Regions from separate parts of the Arachis hypogaea genome. Here region 2 is linked to region 1. The links are chromatin contacts, called in public Hi-C maps. All regions are on one chromosome and are shown on one strand. Each heading gives the region's core, a stretch centred on a gene start, on an enhancer-like site or on the middle of the called end of the contact. The rest is flanking DNA. Distances are from core to core; before and after follow the strand shown. Region 1 has its middle 33 kb from the start of LOC112731865. Region 2 holds the start of LOC112727082 (small ribosomal subunit protein uS10y).

Region 1 (7,431 bases), core at 1,490-3,989:
AGGGAGGACGAGGAAGGGAGAGGGAGAGCAAAAGGCGCTGAGAGTTGAGAGGATTGGAGGCAAAGGGGCGAGAAGAGTTAGGGGCTAAGAAGGGCTGCTGGGAGGGGCTGGGAGACACTGTTCGGCGGGGCTGGGAGGTGCTGCTGGGAGGGTTAGGGTAATGGGACTTCTTTGAGAGTTTTGGCTGCGTGGGGACGTGGGGGTAGGATAATGGGGAAGCTAGGTTTTCTAATGGGGGTGGGAAGATGGGCCGTGGGGTAATGGGCTGCCTAATGGGTTGGGTTAACTGAAGGGTTTTTTAGGGTTTCTTTAGTTACCGATTCGGTTTGGTTCGGTTAGGGTTTTTAGTATCAGAATCGAAATCCGAACCGAATCGCATAAAAAACAGCAAAACATAAATTTTTCGGTTTTTTCGATTTTCGGTTTATTCGGTTCTCGATTTTTTTGATTCGGTTGATTAATTTTGTTCGGTCCGGATCGGTTTTGAACACCCCCAAGGATGATAATAAAAAAGGATCGCGGAAAGAAAAGAGAAAAAAATAAACAACAATAATATCAACAAGAGGAGGAGAAGGATATTGAAGAAAAAAGCCCGTAAAAATAGAAAAAGATGGTGACGACGACGATAACAAAGAAAGAAGAAAAAAAAATAAAAAAGAGAAAGAAAAAGTGTATATCTGTGTAAAAAAAAAAGGAACGCAGAAAGACACAATTAAAAAAATTAATTTAAAAAATATTTGAATGTCTAATATTTTTTAATTTAATAATAATATTTTAAACTTTTTTAAACATAATTTAAAAGTTAAAACTTTTTTAAGACATGCAGAGATTAAAATTTTTTTCTTAATCAAAAACAAAGTCATCGGTCAAAATACTAAAAAATCACATTCTCAGTTCTTATTATTTTGGAGTGTTTAATATCAGCAATATCTGCAATAAAATAAATAACAATATAAAATAATAAACCGTCAAAAATATGATATCCAAATTATAAAGTACGATCTTGATTTTTATTAGCACAATGAAAATTTCTTTAATTATTATACTATAATTTTATTTTGGTATGTTTTACAATGCTTACAAAATGTATATATATTTAAACTTTAATTTATAAAAGAGTAAGTCCTGTTTTTTAATATTTATATTTAAAGAATTTAGATACAAAATTTATAGATACTATAAAATTGTTCTTTTATTTTTAGCTGGCTTATGTTTTACATCAGCCCATTGGCATATGTTCAACCAAAGTTTTTCATTTAAATATCTATACTTTGAAATACACAATTTTGCCTCCTTTATCTTTAGGTTTTTTTAATCATTCTAGTTTAATCACAAAGAATAAGAAAATCTAAGGCATTACCTCATGCAACCTGCATGCAAATGCTAGCAAAGTGCCGCTTGTCAGACTCCTATACTGCTCTATAAAAAACATTACTTGACAAAGTACATGCTGCAAAAAATATATATATTTTCTTTTCAATACCACAATTTGAACTTGACTTATACCAATTAAATACCATAACAATCCCAGGCAAATAAGGAACCGTTGTAATTGGCACTGCTGCAGGACAATGACAAGGAATAGTCATTAGAATATTCTGTTTGAAGTTGGGAGAATATGATAGTTATAGATTTTCTTTTAACATCAGAAAATTTTCACTTTTTTTTTTGCTTTTTAATTTTTTCTTACAATATCTAAGTGCTATTTTGGTTGTTTTTTCTTTATAAATAGTCTTCACTTAAAATCACTTGAACAATATAAAAGTGTTATTTTGTATATTTACTTGGCAAATAATTTTTTTCAACTATTAAATGTTAACGTTTTCAATTATTAAATGTCAGCTAACTATTACATTTGTCAAAATATTTTTTCATAAATAAATTTATCTTCCGTTGTAAAAAATATACGTGTGTGCACGCAGAAATTAATTTTTAAATTAGTTGGTATAATTTACCAAAATAGCTAGTTAAAGTAATTTACAGGAATATAGGCTAGTCTGTTCGCATATATCGTAGAAGAAAATGCATATTGTTTTTCATGACTTGCAAAGTATAGGGGAAAAAAATACAAAAAGAATCATTTTTTAAAATTTGTCAAAAGCTCAGTGAAACAAATTCCATGAGTTGGAAAGTTTCCATATTTTCTTTTCAAAATAATAAAAACAAAATATTCTATATTCAATTATTAGGTGAAGATTTTAATTTTTATATTTGAACCAGTCTTTAATTAAAATATTTTAAGATAGTAAAATAATAATATCCAATAAACTGATTAAACAGTCATAATAGACTTAAATACCTTCATGTACTGTGTCATTTAGGTATATTCATAGTAAGTTTTTTAACTATTTTTTTAAGTATTTTTTTTTTTTTGTGATATCGTACTTGTGATAATTCTCTATCTATTATCCTTAAATTATGATATAATTTTTATTTAACATAAATTTTTTATTTAATGTGAATTTTGTTGGTGCCAAATTAATATCTACGTCATGATTTTTAAATTCTCTCACTTATTTACAATTGTACAGAGTACAATACAAGTCGGCAAGATACAGATCAATCATCATTTAATTGCAGAATGCAGATATTAATTAATTGATTAAGAAAAACTGAACAATAAGATACATATATTAATAAACTATCACTGTTGCTTGGTTAAATAACTTAGACGGTCGTTCATTTTCCCTACAGTTTGGAATAAACTAACATATATATAGCTAGGCATCACTTTCACCTAAAAGGTTTGTTTAATAGATTATTTAATGATTGATTATTGAAATAATATATTTTTAATCTTTGTGGGGATATGACATCAGTCTTTTATTTCAGAGATGCTAGACGTCTAAACATTTTTTAAACTCAGGTTTTAATTAAATTTTTGCGTTCTTTTTTTTTCAGAGACATATTTTTTTTTTATTATCGTCGTCATCGTATTTTTTTATGCATTTTTTTTGTTGTTATTATTATTACCACTGTCTTCTCCTCTTTCACTTCTTTAATATTATTATTGTTTAATTTTTTTCTCTTCTTTTTTTTACTCTTGATCCTCTATTATTATCATTATTATTATTCTTGTTGTCTTCATCTTCTTCTTTTTTCAACCAATAAAATTCGCTTAGCACATAAATTTTGGTAAATAACATAAAAAATTTTGAAAAATTCAAACATTGACTCACCCAACTAATAAAATATATTTGCAGTAAAAAATTATGTGTTATGTACAAAAATTTATATACTATACCAATGAAATAGCACAACACATTTTGGTGTACGACATAAATTTTTGGAAGACTATATACCCAAAATATTAATTCACCCAACTAATAACAAAAGACATTTGTAGCAAAAATTTGTATACTTTACTAATGAAATACGCAGAACACATAAATTTTGATGTACAATAAAAAAATATTTGTGCATAGCTTAAAATTTTGATATAAAGTATAGAAATTTTTTAAAGACTATAGACATACTTAGAATATTAACTCATCAAACTAACAAAATACATTCGTAAAAAAAATTTGTATGTTATATTTTTAAGTTTGTATTATGTGCAAAATTTTTTGTGCTATATTTCAAAAATTTGTGTGATATATCAATAAATTTTTGTGCTCTCTAACAAAAATTTATTTGCTGTAGAAAACTCAAAAAATAAAGAGTAATGATGTATGTACATGTCTTTTTACTGAATCTTACACCAAATTAATTAAATTTAGTTACAAAAACACTTAAAAATAAACATTATTTTTTTAATTTATCTTTTAAAATTTATATTTAATTTTTATGTATATAATTATACTATTTTTATGCGATATATAATTGAGCCTAAATCTAATAAGAATAACAAACAAATTAATTATGCTTGTTTTGGATCTTCTATTGAAAATTAGAATTGTCCTCAAAGAATACTTGGGACATAAAAGAGAAGCTATCAAAAGTGACAAAAAGCCTACATACATTTGAACCAATTCTTAACTAAATCATGCTTATCTTATTGTTTTTTGTTGGTGAATTACAAAATATCTTAGTAAATTTGTGTTGAATATATAATCTCAAATAATATATTATAGTTGGTGAATACTTATTACATGATAAAAATAAACTAGTTGTGCTATTACGTAAGTTTCTAAATGCAGGTTCAAGAATAAAAACTTTAGTGTAAGGTGTTAAAATTGTTATCTAATTCTTGTTGAAAGAATACAATGCATTATTGGATCATGTTATCTTAAAATTCAATGATATGTGTTTGGTGAGCTGGACAAAAGGAAAGGAGATAACTATATTAGAGTTTAAATTTTGAAAGGAATAGTCTGAAGAATTTGCTCTACCAACTCTGTTGCGTTAATGTTTAATATGCCACAAAAAAAAGTATAACTACTTCAACAATTGAGTAAAAATTGTAAATGATCAAACTGTTAATAGAATTACTTAGTACTAATTAGTCTTTAAAATTATTTTATATATACTTTTGTTAGTTGAGTCTTTTTTTGTTTACATCCAAATTAGGTGCTCCTTGATGATAATTCTAAAGGAAGATAACTGATTTGGTTTGAGATGTCTAAGACTGAGAAATTTTATAGTGTATCTTGGTCTTAACATTATTTATTTTACTAAAACAGTGTCTTTTTTCCACAGTGTAGTGGTTGAGACTTGAGAACTGTAATTACTAATAAAAAAATTTTTTTTTTTTTTGTTGTAAAAATGGGACAAATTCTAAAGAAAGAAAATTAAGCAATTAATCCATGAAAAGAGAAGGATAGAGCATAAATATAAATGATATTCATCAAGGACTGTTGGATAAGAGGAAGGATAACTTTGGATTAATTTATTTAATTGAAGTTTTGCTTATTTTAAATTTGTTAAGAAAAAAATTTTAAATTATGAAAATTTAGGAGAAAAGAATCATAATTCAACTCAAAAGAATTCAATTCCTACATACGTGCATATTCTACAGATATAGAAGAATACGAAGCTCTTGAGTCATATAGCACAATTAAAGTTTTATCCTTGATGCGGCACTTACCTTAAATGAGGGAGTCGAATTTGATAGCATCATCAGTAGTAATGATAAAAACATTTTTTTAGTGTTTGAGTCTAAAGAAATCCGGATGAACTTTTTTCTAACGGTCCCTTGCAATATACCCTTTCTCGCCATAATAATAACATGCATTCGAATTGTACCTACATGGTTTATTGCCGTTATATTTTTCACACTTTGAGCATGCAGAATGTGCTCGACTCTACTAAGGTTGTATCCCTTGATTTTGGTTTTGGTTACCAGTGACGTTACTATTTGACCAAATGGAGATATTAGTACCTTATTGGGATCAATACTATAGTCAATCTATAGTCTTAAAGTTACTACCTCAGGTGCAAAGATCTTATTGAAATTTTTTTTTTTTTGGGTTCCATACGGTTTATTTGTATAATTGTCCACTTCCTTAAGCACTCGTTTGCTAATTGACTCTTATTCACTAACTCTGCAAAGATCTTTATTTTCATCATACCGACCAAGTTGAGAATCTCCTCTCGAAATCTCCTTTATACTTAATGCACTTCTATTCCTTGAAATTTTTTAGAGCTCCTTTATATATCTTGGAGAAATGGCACACATCTATAAATTTGGGTATATATTCTGTTATCAGCATTTTTTTTAAGTTGCATCAGTTCCAACTCTTTTGTAGTGCTAACCAACTGAGAAAAATACTTCTTATGAAAATCTCGTCTAAAATCAACTCAAGTAATCTCACTATGCTTTTCTTGTACTAGGTGTTATACCTCTTGTCATCAATATTGAGCATCCTCTCTTAATATATAAGTCGCAAACTCCACATACTGTTGTTCAGCAATATGTTGAGCTTGTAATGACTTTTCTATATCTTGAAACCAATCATTGGGTTTTGTCGCCATGGTAGCCCCCATGATTTGAGGTGGATTGTTCTTCATATAAGTGGCCAGAGTCATTAGTTTATCGTTTTTGGGTGTACTATTTTTACTAGCACTACCGTTATTATCACCATTTTGACATTCTAAATGATCCACCGCCCAATTAGTAGTAGTAGCTATATCACATATGCCCTAGCTATAGCTATGGTAGTCATAGTCTTTATAAAAAGAAGTTATGCCCTAATTGGATCATAATTCCTACATCCTCTCCGATTAATATACCAATTAGTAGCCATTAAGGTCTTATCCTCAAACACAATTAATATTAAACTGATTAATCTTAATATCTCAAGTTAAGTAAAAATATTTTAAAAATGGGTGCTCAATGATAGTCATTCAAAATGAATCCTAAGGGATATCCTATAGTAAGAAACACAGAATATGCAATAAAGCATGATCAATCTAATTCCCAAATTCTACTAAGGATGAACTGTCCTGATACCAAATTGTAACATCCCGATTTTTAGCACATCATGCTTAAGTCATGATCATGCTAATTGCCTGGGTGCTACCTAATCATTTACCTACAAGACTCTAATATTATATATACATAGACTATGTTGTAGTAGCCTGTTGTTTGTAGTAAGTGTGATCAAGGATGAATGTGGAGTCACAAGATTTATATCAAGGATAACTTTTCTTAGACAATAACTTCAATTTATATAACTTTATTCATTCACAAATTTGAAATAACTGAAATCATAGATAATGCTGCTTAGACTTCACAAACCACAAAGATTTACAGGTAAGACTCTATAACTCAAATATTGTATGCACCATCATAACAAGATACACTTTTATATATAGAATACCTTATAATGCATACATTGCATACTCAACACCCCTGAGTCATAAACTATGATAATCCTTTAGTTTGAAACTCAGATTAGCTAAATCACAAAATCCTACCTCTCAAGCTAAAAGGCTAGCATAAAGGAGAGGGAAAAATAATCTAGTCTTTAACAATCCTCTAGCATGTACATACACGTGCTAGGCTAACTCCAGATAAGTGCATTCCTGCAATTTGGATCCTGGTCTGAGAATGGTTTCGACCATTTAATGAACATCATCATTGATTCCATCTAAAAGGAATAGTGAATGAGAGGGGTGAGATTCTACGGTTCTCCACAGGGTGCACGACACACAAGATTGGCTTAACTATAGCATCTTACGGTGTCTCTAACTTCCTCAAACATTGAAATTTAGTGTGGCTACATTACCATATTTTAGAAGCCATAACAATAAACTCAATATATTGCTGCAACAGTTATCATTAAGAAAACATATATTTACTAACAACACACGTAAATCACAATTTACAACACAAATAAGAATATGCCACATAATATGATACATGTCTATCCTAGTAGACCATAAACTCGTATTTGTTAGCTTCCTGTAACCCGATAGCATCTGGGAACCTTTGCTAGATACGGCTTTTCCAATTGCATACATTCTGCATATATGCCTTTTTGTATGGGT
Region 2 (7,431 bases), core at 1,241-3,740, 150 kb after region 1:
TTGAATTGGTTAAGTGGTCAACTCACTCAGCAAGTAATTGGAAGTTTGAATCCCGCTCATTCAGCAAATATTAGGAGTTCGAATCCCACCTTGTGCATGCAATAATTTATTGAACAACAACCACAGACCTTTAAATAAAATTCAAATTCATATCAGAGTATTTTTGGCTTGTCCGTATTCAAATTCATATCAGAGTATTTTTGGCTTGTCCGTGTTGGGGAATACCGTAACTAACAAAAAAGCCTTTTTTTTTTTTTATCAGAGTGAGAGATTAGGGATTTTGTAACATCATAGATAGATAGCACTTTCAGTATCAGAGTGTGGCTCAAGAACCCTAACCCTAAAAAAAAAAAGCCTATTTAACTAGTCAAATTAGACATCAATGGTCCCAACTTCAAAACTAAAATCCGTAAACAAAAAAAAAAAAGATAATAGACCAGCCCATATAGTGGCCCATTTGACAACCTTAGAATAGTCACTCTTATGAATAACGTGCATTGAACATTTAAGATTGGTGGTTAACACTTGACAGGGTAAAATAGCCTAAAAATGACTTAAAAGCATCCCTAAAATAGTCGGAAAATATATATCACATAGTCCAACAAATAGAACACATGATCTATCACACGTTGTACTCTTCAATTACTCATAACTTCTAATAGAAAATAAAATAAGTAGCCATAATTTTTCATCTTGATCCTTTTTTCCTCTTTTCATTCTTTTCATTAATGAAATGAACTTGATTTCTTTTTTTTCTTTTTCAAATGGCCCGCAAAAATAAATGAAATGTCGTCTAAGTCCTCATAAATTTACGGTGTCCAACAAAATGGTGCATTCTGTCAGACCTAAATCTTTCATGAGTATAAATTACATTTTCTTTTGCAAGAGTAAGACTTAAAAATTTGTTGTAGAAGAACAAAAAGGGGGATTAAGTACGAGTACAATATGCTATGACATGAAAGCAAATACTCAACATGTATGTAACCCTAAACCATATGAAGCATGATGTTTAACTTTTTCATTCACCGATGTCCAAAAACCATAAGAACTAAAGAAAAAAGATAAATAACTAAGCAAGCACAACAAAATTAATGTCTTTAATCTTCAAAACTGAGATCAAGCATCTGCAATTGTGACCTCAACCTCAACACCAGGCTCGATTGTGATTGAAGTAATCTGCTTAACAACATCAGGGGAACTGTAGAGGTCGATGACCCTCTTGTGAACACGTAGTTCGAATCTGTCCCAGGTGTTGGTACCTGAAATCAAAGGTAGGGACAACAATGGATACTGCTCTTTCAACAATAATATAACAACAAAGTTAATTCAAACACTTAAGTCAGCCCACACTACTACAATACAGTAAATACTTCCATAGCTGGTGTCCTCCGAGACAGATCACAAAACAGAACATTTCGCATTGATCAAACTCCTCTAAGGTAAGGGAGTCGATAAAATGAGAACACACTTCCATAGCCGGTGTTCTCCTAGACGGAGACCACAAAACACATCATTTTGCGTTGATCAGACTGCTCTAAATATGGGAGTCGACAAAATGAGAACGGACTCTAATCACCTTGGATAGTAGTAGGCTTGCACATGATGGAAGTTGTAAATTCAGTGTAATTAGATTCTCACTTTTTTTACTATATCAATCTTCGTCCACTATGTCTACACTCCTATGGTATAAGACGACTTGACATCCGTATAAAAAAACATAGAATCTGTATTTGACTATTTGCTAATTCTCCTTCAAAGAGTGGAAATTATTCCAATTTCTCCGTTAACACAGAAAAATCTCTATCAAAATCAACTCAAAATAAAAATTTAAAAACCAATTTCCATCCTATAACTAATAATCCGAGAAGACTAAATCAGAGATCTTCAATGTACAACACCACAGTATATTATAACCAAACTTTATATAAAGAAACTGAAACTCAGAATTCCAATCAAATAGAAGGATCAAAACACAATTGAAGTACCTTCACCACAGGGGGATTTCCTGGTAGTGATGTGAAGAACCTTAGTTGGCATCCTCACAGGTCCCTTCACCCTGAGGCGCTTGTCCTTCGCACCACGAACCAAGTCAGAACAAACTGCAAAAACAAACGCGAACAGATCCAAAAGCTATTAGCCAGTGCAACAACGAATTCACCTTTTTAATTTTCATGGAAGAAATTGAGTTGTTATGCACCTTTCTCGAGATTTTTGACGTGCTTGGAGGAAAGAGTGATCCTGATCTTGTGGATCTGTTCTTGTGACTCCTCCAAACCGGTTTTCGTAGGTTTCATAGCTGCGTACGCCATTGCCGCGGAAGAACAAGAGCTCGCGAAGGAGAGAGTTGTGCTGCGGCGTAGTGCTAATGTAGAAACCTTATTGGGGGTTAGGGTTAGGGTTTACTCTCGTTCACGTATTTATAGACAACCCAAGCAAAATTAAATAAATCAATCAGATAGACCCAAGGTTTTGAAAAATTGAAAGCAAACCCGTTATTGGCCTGAGAAAATTAAAGATTTAAATATTTAAAAATTCAATTGAAATTAAATTGGATATAAAAAATAATATTTTTATTTTTTATAAAATCTATTTTATTATGTTAATATTACTAGTTTTTATGTTTTTCCAATTTTCTATAATATATTTTTCTGTTAAATATAATTTATTATAAAAAATTAATTTTGTTAGTAGGTTTTATGTTTTAACTAATTTTCTTAAAAAATGTCGGATAAAATTCACCCTTTTTTTATCCGATTTTATAATACTAATAATAATATATTATTATTATTATAGAAAAATAAGTGAAGTGAACTTGTAAAATATAATAATTATCAAAGAGCAAATAAAACCTGTGATTGCTTTTGATGCAGAATGCATGAAGAGTAAGCTCTTCTTTTTAAATTAACGGAGAGGAAAATCGACCATTCGATTTTTTTATTACAAAAGATAAAAATAAATTGAACTATCCGATTTGTTTGATGCAGGGAATTTTTAAAATTTTAGAAGATTAAATCGGACATTTTATTTTGAAGGAATATAAATTAAACTATTTAATTTATATAATTAAAAAAACTTGAAATGTTAATAACTAAATCGGACCATTTTTTATTGTTCGGTTATATATATTTTACACGTCTTTCTTATTTTAATTGACAGAATTTTATTTTTTTTCTGTCAAACAGCTCAAAAAACTCTCTTTCTGCTCTCTTTTTTTATCGAAAAAATAATAGTGAGGTTGAATATTTTAAATGTAAATAAAAAAAATGATAGAATTATGTTAAGAGTATATTATTATGATCAGATTTTGTTACAAACATTTAAAAGAGTGAAATTTATATGTAAAAATCTATTAGGTATTGTTATTCCATTTACACTCTCGTTTAAAGAACTAAAAAATGTTATTTGTGAGAATATAGATTCTGAAATATCAAGGAGAGTGTTATGTATTTTATACAAGTATCATATATCAATATTTTGTGGGTTCGTTCAATTTCAAACTAAATATGTAACCGATGAAGCGAATATGTAAGAGATGTTTTCAATGTACATTGAAACTCGCTCTCAGATGTCGTTCATCAAGCTGTATATTAAGTTTAAACAATCTGAAGCTGACTGAAATATTGAATGAGAAAATTACAATAGCAATATTGAGGAGAAGTTTGAAAGCAACTACAAAGTCAATGATCTGGGTGAAGACGAAGATCAAGCTAACGGCACTATGAAGATAGATGTGACGAAAGTGACAAATGCCCTAACAAACCAGCATTCATTTAAGGAGTCATCTTTTATGCGCACATTGGATTTAGAAAACATGGATGTACCAAAATTTTTTGAATATATGAGTGCAGTTATGTATAAAGATATTTGTATGATAGATTAATATTATAGATTCAATTAATTTAAAGTAATATAAGAAAAAAAATTGTCATTATATATATTGTAGATCGATTTAAAATGTATGTGATTTGTAAAATATAATTTATTAAATAATATTTGATTAGTTATTCATTTAATTAAAGTATAGGCTAATCACCTCGCTAGGTTTAGATAACTTTTTACTTAAAGTTTAGATAATTACTTTATTAAGGATAAATATATATTTATTTTTAATTTATTTTATATATATATATATATAAAATAAATTAAAAATAAATATATATTTATATTTATGTTAATATATTAAATATATATTTATATTTACATCAGTTTATTAAATATTTATTTATAATGTATAATTGTTAATTGATATTAGAAATATAAATTCAAATTTATAATTTATAGATAGATTTTAATTTTAAAAAATATATTTAATAGTTTTTTATTAAATATATATGTCGTGGTGTTATTGTGGTAGAGCCTCTTTCTTTGGTTCGCCATGGAAATGGAATTCAGTTTCAGGAAGGTTGTCATTACGACGATGAAAGATTATACCATACACAGAGGTGTTGATTATCGGGTATATGAGTCAAAACCAATGACATTTTATGCCAAATACACATAATACGGCACAAATTTTGATTGGCTGATTAAGGTTAGCCAGATGCACAGGAAGTACTATTGGAATATTAGGAGATATAATGGTAGTCACACTTGTACTAGAGCCACTATTTTTTAGGACTATTCGAAATTGAATTCCAACATAATTGTAGAAGCAATAAAATCGTTGGTAGAGGTTGACCCCTCTATAAAGGTGAAATCAGTCATTGTAGAAGTATAATCATAGTTTAATTACACCATAAGTTATCACAAAGCATGGTTAGCAAAGCGACAGACAGTGAAAAATTTTTTTGGAGGTTGGAAAGCTTCGTTTGAAGTTTTGCTCATATAGTTTGAGGCCGTGTCACAAGGAGCCATCATCAGCCATCCATTTTGAAACATGCGTGCGTACCAGGAGATGACTTGGTTCTTGATATCTGGGTATTACATCGAGTGTTCTGGAGTTATTACCCTTACATTAGAGTATTTAAAAATTGCAAACTATTAGTACAGGTAGTGGGACTTATTTATATGGAAAATACAAGAGTTGTCTGTTGGTTGTAATTTCACAAGACGGTAACAATGATATTGTGCATATTGCATTTGCGATAGTAGCGGGAGAGACTTCTGATGCGTGACACTTTTTTTTGAGTAACTTGCGACAATATATGGTGACATGGGATAGTGTGGGCATTATCTCTGATCGACATGACTCCGTTAGTTCAACTATTACTCGTAGTAATGGAACTTGATTGTCTCCTAGAGCTTTTCACATATTTTGCATCATGCATATAGAGTCCAACTTCTTGAGGAAGTTCAAGGCACCGTACTTGCAGAAGCTTATCATCAACATATGTATTTTTGAATATATTGAAGTTTGTTATTGTTACAGTTACCATTATTATGAATGTCATTAATGCTTGGTAATTGTACTTTTTTTTATCGGTGGATATCCAAGGACAGTTCGCGAGTACGAGATGCGTTATCAGCATTTACACGAATGATGTGAGGCTTACATTAACTGGTTGGACTGGATCCACATGAACAATATGCTTTGGCATTTGATGGTTGATACTGATAGTCATATGACTACGAATCTAGTCGAGTGCATCAATTCGGTCTTGAAAGGGCGCGTAATTTATCAATCACTACACTTATCAAGGCAACATATTACTGGCTTAACAAGTTGTTCACTACGAAAAGAGTCAAGGCTGAGTCTTGCATTAGTGCTGGACATGTTTTTTCATAGCTTATGACCTCCAAATTACATGCAAATAAGTGTGCATAGGAAAACATCCAAATTAATTATTTTGACAGGCAGAATGACATATTTGAAGTGCGTGAGATGCCTAGTAGATTGGAGTATGCAGTTGACTTACGTCGACAACACTGTGATTGTGGTGAATTCCAGCTAGATTGCTTTTCGTGTTGACATGTATTTGCTTGTTGTGCAAATCAGCGACTAGATTGGCAAGTCTACGTTCATGATGTTTACAAAATGGACCATATTCGAAGGGTATATAAAGTTAGGTTTAAACCATTTAGAAATTTAACATCTTGGCCTGCTTACCACGGACCTCATTTCGTACCAAATCCATTTATCATACGAGTTACCAAAGATGACTCGCTTCTTGAATGTAGGGATAGCAACGGGGCAGAACGGGGCGGGTAATGCCTCCCTGCTCCCTGACGAGCGCTAAACACCGGTTTAAAAATTCACAAGTTTTAAAGTTCAAGTTTCGTTGTAGCTCTAAACCAAAATTCAATGCACTTCAAAGTTTAGTAAAAGTGTCACAAAGTTTCAATCAAATACCGAGTTTAATCCCGGGCCATTCTGAATCACAATCGAGTGCTCAATTATTGCTTATGGGAGAAAAAAGGGTTTGATCGTAATAATCGAGAATTTAAATGACAAAAAATTAAATAAGTAAACAATAACTAAATATCAAAGGCAATTAAATTAAAAATGATTAAGGCAATCGACAAGTAAAAGGAATTAAATTTAAGTGCTAAAAGTCTTTGGCTAGGGTTGATAAGTCAAAGATCACTATCGAAGCGGGCTTCGCGTCGAGGAATAGTAGTCCGGTATTACGCTACTCCTTACACTCGAATTCGTCAGGGTAATTCACTATATAAACTGCCCCCGTATCATTGACCACAAACATGACAATTATAAAGTTAATCCTAATGCTAATCATTAAGAAAAGTCAAGTAGGTATAATTAATCCTAATCCATAATCCTAATCAACTTACTAATTGAATTAGTAAAAGATTAGCGTCAACGAAAACAAGATTAATTAACAACCCTAAATTACCAATCAAGATTAGACATCAATGACTGAAGGACACTTAATTAAAGTAGACATTTTTTATAATTTCTCAACCCCAAGCCAAGAATACAAAAATATACTCCATGACTAAAGTAGGCATTTTTTCAAACACCTAGAGTGTATCATAAATTGCAAGAATAATAAAAACTACAACTATCCAATTCAAGAAAGTAATAATAACAACTCAAGTAAACATGAATAAATCATAAAACATCAAATTGCAGTAATAGAAAATTGAGAATTCAACAATGGTTCATAAACTAAAATGACATAAACAAAAGAAAACTAATGAGAAAATTCTATCAAAATAAGATAGTAGAACAAGAAAAAGTAAATAAAACTAAACTAAAACAACATTAAAAGCTAAAATAAAAGAGAATTAAAGTAGAAAACCTAAGAATTCTAGAGAGAAGCTGGAGCTTCTTTATCTAGAATTCACTAAAATATGATAATAAAACTAAAACTAAAACTACTTAAAAACTACTTCATTTTTCCCTTGCATTTTCTCCTTAAATATATACTTGGGGGCCTTTCTGGCTTTTTGGGGCCCAAAAATGAGCATGCATGTGTTTCATTAAATAAGGCATGTGGAGTCGTCTCACGCACACGGAGAAAGATCCATTCC

The links. A called contact is a pair of places that touch in the nucleus more often than the background predicts.
Region 2: a contact with region 1 is called in a Hi-C map of an unstated tissue, with 2.1 times the contacts expected there. The contact joins the promoter of LOC112727082 here to the enhancer-like site in region 1. A contact is called at or near these places in 2 of 8 Hi-C or Micro-C datasets (leaf and an unstated tissue).

Annotation. Positions count from the first base shown.
Region 1 is chr12:20,004,587-20,012,017 of arahy.Tifrunner.gnm2.J5K5, forward strand. No RefSeq gene overlaps it. Among protein-coding and RNA genes, the nearest start is that of LOC112731865, 33 kb to the left of the region's middle. Within about 2 kb of position 2,740, at least 1 of the 3 cell types and tissues checked has open chromatin away from gene starts, as enhancers often do.
Region 2 is chr12:20,153,572-20,161,002 of arahy.Tifrunner.gnm2.J5K5, forward strand. LOC112727082 (small ribosomal subunit protein uS10y) reads right to left here and starts at 2,491. Exons shown (of 3, transcript XM_025776700.3): 1 at 2,198-2,491; 2 at 1,986-2,099; 3 at 779-1,259. The coding sequence starts at 2,309. The coding sequence ends at 1,117.